2 separate regions of the Rattus norvegicus genome follow, and region 1 is linked to region 2. Evidence: chromatin contacts called from public Hi-C data. All regions are on one chromosome and are shown on one strand. The core of a region is the stretch at or near the end of the contact, and the rest is flanking DNA. Distances in the headings are between cores, read along the strand shown.

The links. Hi-C and Micro-C count contacts between places; a contact is called where the count stands out from the background.
Region 1: a Hi-C map of liver shows a contact between it and region 2, with 6 times the contacts expected there. The contact joins two enhancer-like sites. A contact is called at or near these places in 12 of 12 Hi-C or Micro-C datasets (the A7r5 cell line, the Rat2 cell line, Schwann cells and 7 more) and 1 of 1 datasets of contacts at active chromatin or transcription factors (oligodendrocytes).

Annotation. Positions count from the first base shown.
Region 1 is chr9:31,301,701-31,305,261 of GRCr8, forward strand. No RefSeq gene overlaps it. Among named protein-coding and RNA genes, the nearest start is that of Khdc1b, 15 kb to the right of the region's middle. Within about 2 kb of position 1,706, at least 52 of the 93 cell types and tissues checked have an H3K27ac peak or open chromatin away from gene starts, as enhancers often do. A contact at or near this core is called in liver, where this site is marked.
Region 2 is chr9:31,196,529-31,200,266 of GRCr8, forward strand. Gsta1 (glutathione S-transferase alpha 1) reads right to left here. Exons shown (of 7, transcript NM_031509.2): 7 at 3,359-3,731. The coding sequence ends at 3,612. Among named protein-coding and RNA genes, the nearest start is that of Gsta1, 18 kb to the right of the region's middle. Within about 2 kb of position 1,678, at least 2 of the 93 cell types and tissues checked have an H3K27ac peak or open chromatin away from gene starts, as enhancers often do. A contact at or near this core is called in liver, where this site is marked.

The sequences.
Region 1 (3,561 bases), core at 456-2,955, 110 kb after region 2:
TCCCAGCATCCACATGGCAGCTCACAAATATCTGTAATTCCAATACCAGGACACCCAATACCCTCTTCTGGCTTCCTGGAGCTGTAGCATGGGGTACACAGACACACTGGGGCAAAACACCCATGTGCATACTGTAGTGTTAGTATCTTAATAGACCCCTGCATGGAGTTTATTAAACCATTGCTGCCCACCTCAATGGCTTATGTTCCTGGAAGACACACACACACACACACACACACACACACACACACACACACACACACACACAGCCTTTATATTTCAATCTGCCTTAAGCAGCACACTCGCTGGGCAGCTGCCTACCCTCCATGCTGCTAGAATCCCCTTCCTTACTGATAACTCGGTAATTCTCAATTACTACTTACTAATTTCTATGTTCCGTTGGCTGCTCATGACCCAGTTGAGCAGCCCTCTAGGCCACATTTTCTTTTCTTTTTTTTTTTTTTTGGTTCTTTTTTTTAGGAGCTGGGGACCGAACCCAGGGCCTTGCGCTTCCTAGGTAAGCGCTCTACCACTGAGCTAAATCCCCAGCCCCTAGGCCACATTTTCTTGATCCATAGCCCAGGGCGCTCTCCTTGCTTTTCTATCCCATGGTGGCTCTTGTCTCTGCCCTGCACACTCCTAAGGCATGTCCTCTCTCTCCTTCCCTCCTGCTTCCCAGCAGTCCCGAGGCCCCAAGCCTGGGAACCCTAAATCCTGCCCCAGATATTGGGTGCTGGTGTCTCTCCCCACCCCTCCAATCAGAACTAACTGGGGGGCAGGTTCTCAGAAGCTTTTTCACAGACCCTCTCATGGTAACAATTTTGGGAGACGCAAATTAGCATTAGGATACAAGCAGCTACAGCACACAATGCAAATAAATCTTAAGAAAAGCAGCCGTGGGGCTGGGGATTTAGCTCAGTGGTAGAGCACTTACCTAGGAAGCGCAAGGCCCTGGGTTCGGTCCCCAGCTCTGAAAAAAGAAAAAAAAAAAAAAAAAAAGAACCAAATTAAAAAAAAAAAAAAAAGAAAAGCAGCCGTTTGATAAAACTAGCTATCAAAATAAGATGTATGTAAAAGAGGGCAAAAATTAAGTGTGCTTTAAATTTCAAGTACCAGGAAACTCGGTCAAACTGGTCGTCGTACAAGAGGTTCAAGCACAATTCGTCAAGGGCTCAAGCTCTATCTCTTCCTGTCTCCTCCCTCTTCAGTCTGGCAACATGACACTCCGAGCTGTTGCCCAAATCATATTCAAACATTAACTTTTTCTGGTGCTGGGGCAGGACTCAGAACAGCCACAAGTCTAGCGCTCTAATACCAGACCTTGGTCTTTTGGAACAGTCTTACTACATGTCCTAAATTCCCTCCATAGCTGACCCTACTGCAGGGATCTCTCTGGAGCAAGCCCTCCGATACCAGCAAGAGGTGAAGAGTAGATATGTCACCTGGGTCCAAAGCCAGGAGAGTTCATGAAAGGTCTTAATACTGGCTCTAGGGACTCAAGAGTCTAATTGTATTTTCATTTTATTTTTAAAACCGAACCGCGACGCGGGTGGGACAAGAAAGCAGGATTTTGCAGAGCCTATGTGTTTGGCAAGTTGTTAAGAGAAAGGACTCATTGTTATTTTGTTCCTGGTTGTTCTGTGCCGGGTAGCAAGTGAAGTCATTGTTGGCGAATAAGCTGCAGTGCTGAAATGGGAGTGCAGGCTGTGAAAATTGGTGTTGCTAGCTTTTTCGAAGCCGGGAATCTGGACTGTGAGTCTCTTGGAAGAGACTAAGTCGGAGGCAAAACAAGCTTCGTTCTTTAGGGAAGGGGTTGTTTGGAACCAGCATTTAAGGTTTATATCTGAATATAATGATGTTTAGAACCCAACATTTTCAGATAACGAAGCTAATGACCTCGAGCAGATACCTCAATCAAGAGACCAATCAAGATTTGTTTTTTTAAACCCCCTTAAAACAGCATTGCACTTCTTAGTGTGCTTTGCTGCCCTCTAGCGTCCAACCAAAGTTTCAAGATGAGTTCAGCAATCTTCACCTTCCACACACAGCACTGCTCTGGCTTCCTAAGAAATGCAAAACACCACCATGCTTTTTATTAGCATCCAGCTACTGTTTTGCTTCATTTTATCTTGTTCTGACACAGGGTCTTGCTCGTATTGTTCAGGATGACACCCATATCATAATTTAGCTTAGGTTAGCAGTATTAAATGAACCGGGGATGGATCTGTAACGCCCAAAATTAACCTATAAGACTCACCCACCCGGGCTGGAGAGATGGCTCAGCGGTTAAGAGCACTGACTGATCTTCCAGAGGTCATGAGTTCAATTCCCAGCAACTACATGGTGGCTCATAACCATCTGTAATGAGGTCTGGTGCCCTCTTCTGGCCTGCAGTCACATATGCAGGCAGGATGCTGTACATAAAAATAAATGAATAAATCTTAAAAAAAAAAAAAAAGACTCACCCGCCCCCCAAGGACCAGGTAACAATCTGGAAGGGTGGGAGTTGTAGTTCAGTTTTTGGAAAATAGCAAAGGCTCAAGGGAAAATACTGTAGCCAGTAGGGTTGTAGGATAAACTCCTTATAAACATATGACTGGGGCCATTCCAGCCCCAGGGAAATCCCAGGGAATGGCCTTGACCAAAGTCCATTTCTTGGTCAGTATTTAATATTTAATAAAGCTTGCTTTAAAATTGACCCAAAATGGTAGACCCGGTTTTTCTCTGGTAAATCTCAAGATTAACAGATCCTCTTGCCTCTGCCTCTGGAACACTGGGTGTTAGCATTCTGCCTAAGGTCATTTAGGAAAAACAGGAAAACCCATCCCAATTTTTAGAATGACTTACAAAGGCTTTATTGCAATTCAGTAATATGGACCCTGAAAACCTGGAAGGTAAGCAACTTCTGATGACCTATTTCTTTTCCCAGAGCACCCCAACATAAAAGACAAACTTAAAAAGCTAAAGAGAGGGCCTCTAACTCTATAGGCGGAAGTTTTGGTACTGGTCTTTAAAGTGTACCATGGAAGGGATGAGAAGGCTTGAAGAATGAAGTACCATATGCTGGCAAAGGCTGTCCGACCAGCCTCAGCCACTGCCCTGGACTCCTGGTCTTCTAAGGCTAAGGGACCAATCGCCAGGCTCCTGCTACAAATGTGGTCAACAAGGTCATTGGGCGATGGCTTGCCCTAACTTCCGAAAGCCAAGGGGCCATGTCCTAGGTGCCATCAAGGGGGAACATTGGGCTGTTGATTGTCCTCGTGTTGTATAGGACAGGGGGACATCACGTCCAGATAACCCTCCAATGGATCTCCTAGGTTTGGCTATGAATGATTGAAGGGGCCTGAGTTCCCTGGACCTGACCACTGCCATCACCAGCAGGGAGCCCCGGGTAACCATCATGGTATGTGGGCAGCCCATCTCCTTCTTCCTGGACACTGGGAACACTTACTTGGTCTTAACGGAGTTTTGGGGACCCACTTCTCTTGTTACCCTATTGTTGGAGTAGGGCAGCAACCTTACCTTCCTCACCAAACTCCACTGCTGAGCTGTATTTTCAGG
Region 2 (3,738 bases), core at 428-2,927:
CACACACACACACAGACACACACACACACACACACACACACACACCACATCAATGTAAAAATCACACCTCAGGAACAGTATCTGCAACAATTTCTGATGAGACTGATAGAAACCTGTTTCATTTTTCTATGAGATACTGAGCAGATGTCAGTTCTCTCAGACATCTGCTCAGACCAGATACTGATAATGTTACCAGGGATGCTAAGCTGTAGATAGCATCTGTGCTTTATCTCTGCCAAGCCCCCATCTTGTCCAGACCTATCCCCCTTCTCTCTCTTCAATATGCCTTTCCCCCTTGTATTTTATTTCTATCTCTCACCGTCACAAATACCTCCCTCCCCCATACACCTATGCCCTGTGTCTTTTACAGGAACCACATTGAAAAGGTGAGAGGTTGCTACAGAATTTCCGGGGGCAGTGTCTTGTGAAGACATTGTGAGCAGAGACTGGCTGCCTGAATCATGAGAAGGAAATATTTTTATCTGTCTCCACAATCCTAATGCAACCCATGCAAAAAAATCTTCTCCTGCCCATTAGCAAGAATCCATCATAAAGGGAGAGTTCTGAATTCCTAATGGATGTATAAAGTTAATGAAATTGATGTTGTATCCTAAGCACAATGAATCCGAATGTGAGGTTGTATTTCACAGTCCTGAGGACATGCCCGTGGGTTCCTTAACCTCCTCTCCCATTAGTTTTGTTTACCATCTTTGTTTTGCCTGTGCTGTACATTAGGGAATAGCTGGTGACTAAGGCACACAGATAGAAAGCTGTAGTCTTGCCTTTCAGGGTCTCAAACCCATGGCAAAACACCCTTGGACGCAAGCTTATCCGTCAAATGTTGCTCCTAGGCGAAACAACAACCTTCGGACTCTTTCACCTTTGAAAGGATGTGTGGATTTTTTTCTCCTTGTGTTTTCTTCCTGATTCTCATCTTTCCAAATATCTTTCATGGGGAAAGATTTTCACCACATGTGGTTTTGAGACTGAAGCATATTTTGGAGATTGGAGCGACAGAGAAGGAAAGGGAGAGAGGGAGAGGGAGACGACTAGCAAAGCAGGCAAAGGGTTGGAGAAATGGCATGGTTGTTAAGAGTTGTTAAAAGTTATTGAGTGATCTCGAGGAGGACGTGGGTTCAATTCCAGGCACCCACACAGGAGCTCACAATGATCTGTAACTCCAGACCAAGATCCAAGGGGATCGGCACCCCTCTCTGGCTTCTGTGAACACTGCGCCCATACATTGTACACACACACACACACACACACACACACACACACACACACACACACACATACACACACGTAGGCCTTAAAGCCAAAAATAAATGCGTGTGATTATTAACAAGAGGTAGGGAGAGGCTTGTAAATTGGTTCACAGTCAGAGCAAGAAGAAACACCTTGAAATGTAACAGTGACCTAAGAGCAGACATATATGCAGTTAGCTCAGAGATGGAAGGAGTTCCTTTATATTCGCACTGCACTTTGCAGGTCCCCTGTTGTGGTAAAAAAGAAAAAGCCGTGCAACCAGTTCCAGTGCATATCTGGATGGTGCTCTCTTGCTAGTTTCAGGTTCCGCTGTCCATAGGAAGTAGCGCTTATTTATCTCAGTGGCTCCGTGCTGGCCCTCATGGTACTATCTAACCCTGGGCGGTCGGTGAGCCATTCCTGCGTGGCACCTTGCCACACTGCTTTGCTTTCACTCCCAGTTCCCTTGGACGGTTGTTACCATGCCAGGCATACACGTCCCAATTCCATGGCAGGCTTGGTGCTTCTCTTGGATTCAATTAGGTCACCACATGAAAGAACACACCACACAATAATCTCTGACCCAATCGATAAGATATAATTTTCCCATCTAGACAGCCCAAAATCCCGCACACGCCCATCCCTTAAAAATATTCATTCAACCTGTGTCTATGTGCAGAGAAGAATCTTAACACCTGCCGCCATGTTCTCCCAGCTCCTTCTCCTCTCGTTCCCCTCTCTCCTTCTAAAACCTCTGTTCCTGCCTCCCTTCCTTCTCATCTAATGACAGACCCTGTTTTATCTTGTCTGCCTTCCCCTGCATAATGACATCAACTTACGCCCTGCGAAGGAGGAAGGCAGTGATTGCCAGCTTCTTCCTGTAGCTGTTCGGAGACACATGGATGACCAGGGGCCACATCATGAGTGGGTGGCTCAACCTGGACTCTGGAATTAGATGGCCACACTGACAGCATTCATCTCTCTGTCTGCCTCCCAACTGCGTCAGGAATGTGAGTAGCTGTTCGTATCCTTGACAGATGAGCTAAAGCTACTCTCACGAGCATACCTTCCCTGCAGAGTGGACTGTATCCCCAGAGTGTAAGCCGAAAAAGAAACCCATTGTTCTCCAAGTCACTTTCCACAGGTGTTTTTGCCAGAGCAGAAGGAACATGGCTGTGTGAGCTCTCATTCAGTGCCCAGCAGCAGTATCTCTATTAGGGATATAACCAGAAATAACTGCTCCCACCATTCCGTCCTAGAGAGGGTTTCAATCTTAGCCATAATTCCTGTCAATGTTACCTCATCTTGAAAAACGGTCTCTACGGATGTACATACTGAATTGGGGTCATACTAAGGTGCCCATAATCTGATTACTATTCTATGGCAAGGGACACACACACACACACACACACACACACACACACACACAGAGAGAGAGAGAGAGAGAGAGAGAGAGAGAGAGAGAGAGAGAGAGAGAGAGAGCGCCATGCTACCATGGAGGTAGAGAGATTTGGGTTATACATCAATAGAGCAAGGGATTTCAGCATGACTGACTACCAAAAGGTACTGGGAAGGGGCTAAGAGGAATCCTTTCTCGAAGCCTTCAGAGAGAACCTCGTGCTTCTAGGACTTTGATTTCAGACATACACCTCACCCAGAACTATGTGGACAATAAGCGTACATTATTTTAAGGCATAAGGTTTGGAATACACTGTTCTAGAAGCCTCAGTAATGGGACGCACAGAATGTCCAAGTTTATATTAGGAATACCCCAAGTTTTTCTTACTTTTGTGACAATAAATTCAGAGCTTCGGGGGTGGGGTAAATGACTGTATCTGACATATATATCATTCATGCAGCCCCAGGAGAAATGATTGCTCTATATTGAACACAAATATATTGTTTGAGTAATTAATTTTACAGAAAGGTTAATTAGTTGAAGGAAAAAACTTCTTTACAGTGTAAGAGTACACATGTATGTGTGTAGTCAGGAAGGGCACTCTCCCCACAGAAAGGTTATTTTTGCATAAGGAAGAGTTTGACATGAGGATTTCTCCTCTGACGAGGACCTTACAACTATTTCATGACGATGTTCGAATACCCCAGACTCTAAGAAGCTTGCGAAGTTTTTATTGAGATTCAAAGTAATATCTGAGGAAGTGATCATGATTTCAAATTTTAACTACAACCAAATAGCATCCCAGCAATTCCTCATCAGTCATGTCTATATGAATTAACACAGAAGCATTAGAAAACGTGTTGGCCTCCCAATAAGTAGGGTCAACATTTAGTCAAAATATGCGATTGTTGCAAAGCTTTCGAAGGCTGGCTTTGTGGGTACAGTGTATCCATAGATGCCTGAATTAACTGAAGATCTTAACTGCAGATTCTACACATTTCTCATCCTCTAATGGCTTCCTCTGGCTGCCAGGCTGAAGAAACTTCTTCACTGTGGGGAGGTTGCTGACTCTGGTTCTCAGGGCCTGCAAC